Regions from separate parts of the Triticum aestivum genome. Here region 2 is linked to region 1. Evidence: chromatin contacts called from public Hi-C data. All regions are on one chromosome and are shown on one strand. Each heading gives the region's core, a stretch centred on a gene start, on an enhancer-like site or on the middle of the called end of the contact. The rest is flanking DNA. Distances are from core to core; before and after follow the strand shown. Region 1 has its middle 7.9 kb from the start of LOC123152225. Region 2 holds the start of LOC123152247 (solute carrier family 35 member F1).

The links. Hi-C and Micro-C count contacts between places; a contact is called where the count stands out from the background.
Region 2: a Hi-C map of leaf shows a contact between it and region 1, with 3 times the contacts expected there. The contact joins the promoter of LOC123152247 here to the enhancer-like site in region 1. A contact is called at or near these places in 2 of 5 Hi-C or Micro-C datasets (both in leaf).

Annotation. Positions count from the first base shown.
Region 1 is chr7A:275,308,656-275,313,559 of IWGSC CS RefSeq v2.1, forward strand. It overlaps the pseudogene LOC123152227. Among protein-coding and RNA genes, the nearest start is that of LOC123152225, 7.9 kb to the left of the region's middle. Within about 2 kb of position 3,011, at least 5 of the 8 cell types and tissues checked have an H3K27ac peak or open chromatin away from gene starts, as enhancers often do. A contact at or near this core is called in leaf, where this site is marked.
Region 2 is chr7A:275,899,161-275,904,064 of IWGSC CS RefSeq v2.1, forward strand. LOC123152247 (solute carrier family 35 member F1) reads left to right here and starts at 2,991. Exons shown (of 11, transcript XM_044571840.1): 1 at 2,991-3,304; 2 at 4,034-4,128; 3 at 4,591-4,648; 4 at 4,777-4,904. The coding sequence starts at 3,154.

The DNA.
Region 1 (4,904 bases), core at 1,761-4,260:
GACAATATCTGCTGCGCACTAGTTGATAACTAATTAAAGTGCGTTGGATTCAGGCTGTGATGCTTCTAATTGCTATGTGATCCATTTGGATTGTCCAGGTGATACCCATGGCTGCTGGACTTGTTTCGCCAGAGTTTGCAGTGATTGGCTGACTTCAGCCCGGCATCAACTTCACTTGTTACACCACCATATCAACATAATTTCTGTTGTCCCATAATTAGTACTATAAACAAACTTAATCAAATGTAGGCTCTTGCAACTGATGGTTCGGTGTTTTCAGGAGATCTGTAATTGCATAGGATCTTACACTAAAATTTGGCAAGTTTAGTTTCTCACTCATTATGACTGTATAATGTGCTTCATGTGTTTTATCAATTGAAGCTATTTGCCAGCACCAAGAAATGCAACCTAATAAAACTCTACAATGTTGCCAAACATCTCAAAATTACCTTGTCATTCAAATATATTGCTATTGAAAGTGCTTCTTCAGGTCCACTGGTCCATTCTAGAATTTTTTTGGCCCAATACATTCTGCAGAAAACTACCATGTCAGGGCAGAGCAATATGCTTTACAAAGAACATAACTGCAGAAGTAAACAATAATTTAGAACACGTCTTGTGACCCCAAGATGAAAGTGGAGCATAGATGCTCAAATGTTCTTTTTCTAAATCGCACAGATTTGCCACCTACTTGGACCTGTAAGATCTTCATGGGTTAATGGATTATAGACATAATTAGTTTAGTTTTTCATCTTTTTAGCAACAAGAATAATCTTCTCAGGCAATTCGTACCAACCCAAATGACATCAAAATAATGAAAGATCAAATAAAATGCATTAAAAATATGATATCTAAAGTAGGTAACTAGGCATAATTTACTTTACCGCATGAATCCGTGCATTTTTCCATGGTGGACCATCTCCAACTGTGATGCATTCCAGAGCTGATAAAGAATCCAAGAAGAAAACACCTAACTCGATTAGTAAATGAGGTAAGAATGACGTTAGTATCTCCAGGAGTAGAACGGTGTTATTTAAAACATACAGGATCAACTGTTTTTGCATTCTCAAGCTGCTCCCTCCTGCAAGGCAAAGTAAATTCTAGTTAAGGAGCCTTTTGCCTCACTGCTGACAAGCAGATATACATATATAGCCCAAATACAAAATATAGAGTATCTCACGTGTAAATGTGCTCTCTTTTGTCGGCAGCATGATCCTTTAGTGTCTTTCTCGCCCACTCCCAAGCCCCGGCTACCGAATCATAGTGAGGCTGATAGTAGCAGAAGTTGTCGGCTAGCTCCCTCCTTATTATCAGCTCCTCCAAGAAAGCATCCACTGACTGTTCCCAAGCAATTGATATTTCACATAGCTATTAGTCATTGGCCTTTCACTGTTTGATAACATACTAACTTCAGCACTGAAATTCAGATTTGCAGTTTGGTGCTGTTAAGAAGAAATATAGTCTGACGTCTAATGATATAGGAGTATTATTTTATTGCATAAGGTCTCAAATCACAAGATTCACAAAGCAAACAATGGCACCTTGGGACTAAGATGGCGACGTTTTTTTGCCTCGAGAGCACATCTTTGTGCTGAAATATGCCCAAAATGCAGGTAGGGAGAGAGGCCGGACAATGCCATTGGCTTTGTGGGATAATTCCGGTCCGAATCATAGCTCTTGATCCTCTTCGTTAGGAACCCATCCTTGGTACCCAGAAGTGCCTCCATTGCCGCCGCCTTGCCTGGCTCGCACCAGTCAATCTCTGGCACGTCCTCTGCCTGGCTGCAACATCAGCAAAGAATCCAACACCACTCATAACAAGTTCTTCATTCCACATCACATATGCAGTGAATTTGTCGCAACACATCCGGACCTTCAAACCGTGTCAATTAGCGTATCCCAATCAATGTCCTTTGGCTGCTCCCTGTCCCATGGCACCACCTCTCCCAACTCGGGGAACTCAACCAGGTACTCATCCAACACCTTGTTCATCTTGCTTCTGAAAGTCTTGGCAGAGTACTCCAGCTTCCCCGATGCCGTCCATACCGGCACCACGTTGTGGGCGTCCACCTGTGTGCCAATGCCACAAAGCCCGCATGTTTCTCAGTCGAATTCCCCTGAAAACGACTGCAATTTCCCTTGTGATTCCGGTTCGAATTCTACCTGGTGAACGGCCACACTGGCAGCATCGCGGCACAGCGCGCCCACTACCGCGTCCAGTGCCTCGCGAACCGGCCGGAGCGGTGAGAAGTCGGCGACCAGCGCCGACGCCCCTAGCCGCTGCATCAGCGCTGGTATCTCCATGGGCCCACCTGTCAGCGAAATATAGTAAACGGTTACAATACATTTCTCGTACCGGGAAATCGGTTCCCTCTTTCGAAAACGCGGGGCCGACAAGTCAGACACCAGAAGGGGATAAATGCGAAGGGTGTACCGGTAAGGAGGAAGAAGGGGATGCGGCGGGTGGCGGCGTCGGCGGCGAGCCGGCGGAGGCCACGGAGGAGGAATCCGAGTTGGCGGCGGCGCGCGGAGAGGAGGAACGGCTTCGGGAACAGGGAGAATGCGACGGCGAGCGGCGCCGCGGAAGCAGCGGCGAGGCTCGCCGCGTGGAGGAGCGCCCAGTTGTCGGCTAGCCGCTGGTCCCGCAGCATCCAGTAGACCACCGGGCCGGGCTTCGCGCCAGCAGGGGGCAGGCCCTGCCCCGTGTGGAGCACCCGCACGCGGGCTTGGTGGACCGGCGCCGTGACCGCCAGGCCTGGGCTAGGGCTTGCGCTCGGCGCCATCGCGCGGTGGGAGACGGTGCGACGGGGACGAAAAGAAGAGCGAGGGAATACAGGGGTTGATCAAACGTGCGGCTGCGCTTTGGGTGCTTCTCGGTGTAGGAAGGCTGGAGTTTTTGGCTACTTGGCGGTTTGGGTGATTGGGTCTCGGGGTTGAATGGTTGATGGTGTATGGACTAGCTCTTGGCAGGCACTACATAAAGTGGTGTGAGTTATGGCCAGACAACGGCCACGTCACCCGCCATGGGTCCACACTAAATGCTGCCCCGCGTATAAAGGCATTGTACTTTAATGTAAGGAGGTGCTTACATAAATAAATCAGTTTTTTTTAAACAATGGTGTTTATTTATACAGGATAAACGCTTAATTAGATATCTCTTCTCTAGAAATAGGCATCTGTGCTTAAAAAAATCGATTTATTTATCTAAGCACCTACCTAAATATTTATAAGGTCGAAGGCAAGTCCAACGCCGCAGCTTGGAAAGAGACGTTAGAGATTAAGGGGTTGTCTGGATTACTATCAGAGTTAGCCCCGCCAAAAAATTAGCTAGCCCACATTTCTGGTGGCTGTTTGGATAGGCGCCTAAGAATTGCCTCGCCCAGCCTTTCTGATGCAACCATCGACAGAAAAACAATAACGCGAATAATTTTCTCAATCTTTCACGATAAGGTGTCTTCTGAAACGATGTGACGCTCGCAATCTTGTAAATACAGTCACCACAGAAACAACACGCACACTCAATAATGGAAGTACGTGAACGATCTTCAGCAGACCAGCGAAAATTGAAATACTGGAATCAATCTCACACCAAAATCACACAACCTCTAGAGCTATTCAACAAATATCAAACGACATCTCGAAGATACCCCCGAGTTATCGATCTGTTCATCTCTAAAAATAACATAAAACAAAAGCTGCCCCTCGTACACGGCCCATATGGCTTTTAATAGTGCTCACAGGCACATGGGCTAAGCCCGGTTTGTTTCCTAACTTTGAAACCGATCTGGACTCTAACACCACTTAACAAACTATCCTTTGTCTCAAAAAAAACTTAACAAACTATCCAACTCTCGTACTTTGACCAAATCATAATAAGAAATTAAAGAAACAATCTAACTAAACAAGATTTAGCTAATTTAAAATTCCGGCAAACTGATCACAAACGTCCAAAGCAAAGCTAGCTTTCCTTGTATGCTCATTAGATCTTTCCTTGTGTGCTCACATAATTAAGTTTGCATGCATGGGTTTTGAATAGTAGCTCGATGTCCTCTGGTGCGCCCAGGTGAACAATGTCGAGTAGAAATATGTGTTGGCATCATGTCATTATGTACAAAATTGTCCCCCAATACCATACATTTTTTCTATTTCTTTTTCTTGTTGCGTCTCGCAGGAATTACATACCTTCTCTGGTTGGCCTTATCAAGAATATTTTTAGCAATGACAGATGGTGTCACATCATCCTCTCTCCCTTTGAAAGGAAACCGTCCTTGGTTTCGACTTAGGCCTTGCAGATTTCTTCTTGAACATTTCTATAATACATTATATATTCTGTGCATCCTTGGAAAGAATAGCATAGAACTTACCTTTATGCATAAAAGTGTATTTGTTTGTTCGCCCGTGATGAAGAGCGTTAACATCATGCTGCCACGAACGCCCCAAAATAAGGTGACAAACATGTAGTGGCATAACGTCGCATTCCACCTTATTAACATAGCCATCCACAGAAAAAGAAACCTTCACCCTGTGAGTTACCTTCACTTTGCCAACATCATTTATTCACTTCATATAGTACGGTCTTGGGTGCTCCCATGTTGGCAACAAAAGAGATTTCACCACATCCTTATTAATCATGTTGCTAGCACTACCACCATCAATTATCAGTTTGCAAACTTCTCCCTTGATGTTACATGCAGTTAAAAAAAATACTTAATTGTTGTCCTTGTTCAACAATGGTCTTTTCATCTTGCTGGACCTTATGTGCTAGCAAACTCTCCATATCAGGATCATCTTGAGGATAACATAGTATGGTATCATCATGACCTCATTCGATTCCATCCTCTAACTTTGGCGTCTCATCTTCAGATTCTGAAATATATTCCGCATCAACAAGTAGAATCCTTCGT
Region 2 (4,904 bases), core at 1,741-4,240, 590 kb after region 1:
GGTGAATGTCTTTTTGTCCCTTCTTTGAAGTAATGGATTCAGACATGGAGTACATGTATGAGCACTACATTGAGTCGTTCGACGAGGAGGATTATGTGAATGAAATGATGATGATGATGTAGGTGATCCTTGTAGATGAGGAGAGTGCAGAAGAGCGTGTTCTCAATTTCAAGGGATAGATCAAGGGTCATTGAGTGTTGAATCAGAACAAGGCACAAGGGCATTTGACTAATGCACCCTAGATGCCCGGACAATTTTCACCAGCGCTTTCAGATGCAAAAACCGTCTCCGGGCGTCTCTACAATGGCGTCCGGTCCTACAATGACTACTTAATCTTAAAGAAGAATGACATAGGAAGGATTTCATTCTATGGTTAGCAGAAGTGCACAGCTGCATTGCGGATACTTGCATATGGCATAGACGCGGATTCGTGGGACGAACATCTCGAGATGTCTGAGAGCACATGCGGAGACGCCATGGTCAGATTTGCTACTGCGGTGGTCGAGGTGTTTGGATCTCAGTACTTGAGAGAACCAATTGTCGCAGACACCGAAAGACTTTTGACAATGTATGAAGTAAGAAGGTAGTCAGGTTTGCTCGGATTTCTTGATTTTATGCACCCAAAAGCTCTACAAGGGCATGGCAATATTAGGGCCATGTTAAAAAGCTTCTGGATTTGACACAATTTCTTTGGCATGCCCAGGTGTCACAGTGACGTCAATGTGTTGCAGCGGTCTCCATTGTTTGTTAGGTGAACTAAGGGCAAGGTCCTCCTTGCAACTATACTGTCAATGTGCATCAATACAACATGGACTACTATCTCATGGTATCTATCCTCCTTGAGCTACCTTTGTCAAGACCATCTAGAAAGGATGTGGAGAGGGCATTTGGAGTGTTTGAAGCCCATTTTGTGGTTGCTCGTGGACCTGCTAAATAATGGGATAAGAAGACCTTGTGGGAGGTGGTCACATATTGTGTGATCATGAACAACATGATTGTGGAGGATGAGGGTGAATGTGCCGTCAGAGGTCTGGAATTTGAGAATATGGGTGATCCTATCCAACTTCCACATCAGAATCCAGTCACTTTAACGAGTTTGTTCAAATGTATTAATAAATTCGACACCGAGCAAATCATAAGCACCTACATGAAAATTTGATTAAGCATCCGTGGGCGGTTAAAAGTGATAACCAGGGCATATGCGTGAGTTGAATTTAAATTTAAATTATTTATTTGAAAACTTAGTTGGATTATAATATTTAAATTAGAAGTACTCTCGGGTTTGAATATTTTTAAGTGGATCATAGTGTCCGTTTTGGAGGCCGGTGTTTGAGATGCACTAACCGTACTTCCGCTCCAAACGCATTGACCCGGATCGACAGCTCAGCTAGGAGCAACTCTAGCAGACCCCGCAAAACGCCGGCCCGCAAAACGCGTATGCAGTTCGCGTAAAACAACTTTTGCGGGCCGGCGCGGGCTGGCACAAATGCAGACCCCCAAATGGATTCGTAAAAAAGTATATTCGTGGAATATGCTTTTTTAATGGGTCGGCTATGCGGGTTATGCTCTTTGCGCCGCTGCATCCCCGCAAATCATCAGCCTGCAAATCTCAAATCCAACATAATTCAACAATCGAAAACAAACTTAATTATTCAAATCAAACATGAAATAATAATCATCCGCATTACAAATAATTATTCAAATCACCGTAGCAAACTTAAAATAATGCAATACAAAACTTGTCATGAATACAAATACAAATGAATACAAAAATTAGTCATTGTCCAGCCCTTTGCCAATGGTGCTCAATGAGATCTTCCTGAAGTTGAAAGTGTGTGTCTGCATTTTCAATCTCCTTGTATGTCTGAAGAAAAGCTCTAATCCGGTTTGGGTCTCTAATGAGCCGAAACGCCGTATGCAATCACTCGCATAGCTGCGGAGATTTTTTGATATGCACTAAAACCCTTTAAGCCCACGGCATTCCTTCTCTGAGTGAAATACCGGCAATTTGCCTCGCAAGTTTCAACAATTTTCACAAAAAGGAATCGGCGCATTCGATACCTTCTGCGGAAGAGGTGTGCAGGATATGTAGGGTTCTCCGAAAAATAATCTTGCATCAACATCCCGTTTCCAAGATGGCGATTCCGTGGAATGCACAGACGCCCGACAGTAGATCCTCGCCTCCTCTTTCGGTACTTGTCTTCATGCTCCTTCACGGCAAGCGCCATAACCAATGTTTGCTGCCGAAAGGTCGCAAGCATAGTCTCCACATCCGAGTCGTCCGAATCGGACGAATCGGATAGCAAGAACTTCTCACACGGGGTCAACTCCATCTACACGCACGCCGGCGCGTCAATCTACTACACAGCTCGTGAAAATCACAAAAAAGGGACTAATCGGTGGCGAGTGATCCCGGGCAGCGACGAGGGTGATGCGCTCGGCGGTGGTCGATCCCAGCGGCGGCGGCGACTGGGGGCGGCTCTTCTCGCCGGATCCGGAGGGGCGGTGCAGCGGCTCGGCGCGGGAGGGTGTGGGGCGGCCCCGCGGAGCGATTCCGCCCGCAGATATGGCCGGAATCGCCGGCGGCGGGCGGGCGGAAGCAAGGGCGGGCGGCGGCGGAAGGAAGGGGAAAAAGAGCGCGGGCTGAAATGTCCCTTCCGCCAACTGCTTCTCTGTGATGCAGGGCACCGCAATCGCGAGGGGAAAACCCGCATTTTCTCGGGTTGGGGCCGGAAATTTGTCGCGCCACCTAAAAATTTATGCGGGTCGGGGTGGGGTGCGGAGTCTGATCGGGCAGGCTTTTCGGCCTGTACCCGTATTTTGACGGTTATTTTACAGGTAAGGGACGGATGCGGGGTCTAATAGAGAGCAGAAACAGCAAAGAAGATCCGACGGGCCTCACCCCACCAGCCGGCACTCCCCACCCCACCCCGAGACGTCCAACTCCATCACCAACCCTCCGATAACCCCCTTCCATAAGTACTGCTAGTACCAGCTCCAAACCCACGCACGATTGTTGTTCAACTCGGCCCTGTTCGTTTCCTCTGCCGCCCACGCCACGCCACGCCACGCGGGCGCCGCACGAGGAGCGCGCGAGCTGCCGCGAGCCCGCGATCGACCTGTTCTGTTGATCCAGCTCGAAAGGGGTAAAGAATGGCGCCGCCGCCCGAGGAGGAGCGGGGCGGCGGTGGCTGCTGCGCGAGGTGGCTTCGGCGGGAGGTGCTGCTGGCCCTCGCGCTGGGGCAGCTCATCTCGCTGCTCATCACCTCCACCGGCTTCTCCTCCTCCGAGCTCGCGCGCCGAGGTGCGTTCGTCAACTCGCGGCCCCTTCCTCCCCCCGTGTCGCCGTTGGCCGGGCGACGGCTTACGGCCGACGAGTGTTTGATCAGTACTCTGTCATCACCAATTGTGCTTTGATTAATACTCTGTCGTCGCTAATTGTGCTTTGGTTAACACTCTGTCGCTGTTGGTTTCCCTCTTGGATGACAAGAGGCATCGCCCTCCGCTTTCTCTTCTCTAATTATGGTAAATTTGCGGAGAGATTGTTCCTTTCTGACTTTTCGAGTGGTGCTCCGGCGGTGTTCGGGAATCTAGATTGATTGGTCGCCTACCTCGTGTTCTTCAGTTCCGTTGCTTTTGGGTCGACACTCGACAGCAAAGTGGATTTTTGGAGCCTCTCGATTAAATATTGGGGTTCCATGGCTTTTTCCCAAGACTTTACAGTTTACACAACATCTGATGCGGCGTGGTTCTCCCTTTTAGTTTATAGGCTATAAACAAATCATCTCTGCCATGAGAAAATATATTAGTTTCTTTATAAGCCGATTGAGATCTTCTGTGTCAGTTTGGACGATGTCACCTCAGTTCAGAGGCAGAGTGCACTCTTGTGAACTAGTAATAACTAAAACAAAAATGCAAGCGCCAAAGTCTCAGCACACTAGTGTAAAAAATGCTCTCATATTTTGGGACGGAGGGAGTAATATTTAATGTTGGGCCAATTCTGATATGCAATCTGACAGTGCCATGTTTTCAGGTATCAATGCACCAACGTCGCAGTCCCTCTTGAACTACATCCTTCTTGCTCTTGTCTACGGTGGAATACTCCTCTACCGGAGACAGCCACTCACGGTACGATCCCCCATCCTCTTCTGTTCTTAGCACGCCTCGGGATGAACTGTGAGATGATCAGAAAGCTAAGCCATTAAACTGTTTTAGAACCGTAAGGAATTTGGGGATTCCTGCTCTTGTGCTACCTGTAGCTTTCAGCACATGGCCAACCTCTAGCTAGCTAGTTTGTTCTCTTTGACTAGTTGGTACAGTAGTACTAGTTTGGTTTGCATTGTTTTCCTCCTACATGATTGATGATTGTAGGATACAAGTTTGGTATGTCTTATCCCAATAGTCTGGACTCTGGACCTATGGTCGCAACCTTTATCACTATATGTATGACAAGGTTTATGCTTATTCTGATTCTGTTCTTGCGTACACTGTTGTTGTTGGCACAAGTTGTCACAGTGTTCACAAGTGGCAGAATCATATGAATCCTCTAATGATATATAACTTGAAGTTCTCTACTTTCTTTTTGTGCAGACAAAATGGTACTACTACTTGATCCTCGGCATTATTGATGTGGAGGCTAACTATATCGGTATGTAGTTAACACAAGCAGAAAATGTAATCTTGTATATGCCCCCCTTGAATATAATGTCAATGGGGCTTTTATGCGACACCATGTTTGGGGGAACAAACATAATTGTTTTTTCTTTGTTTATGCAGTTGTCAAATCTTATCAGTACACATCTTTGACGAGTGTGATGCTGCTGGATTGTTGGTCAATTCCATGTGTAATTGTTCTTACTTGGATCTTTTTGAAGACCAAATATGGATTCAGGAAGTTCTTTGGT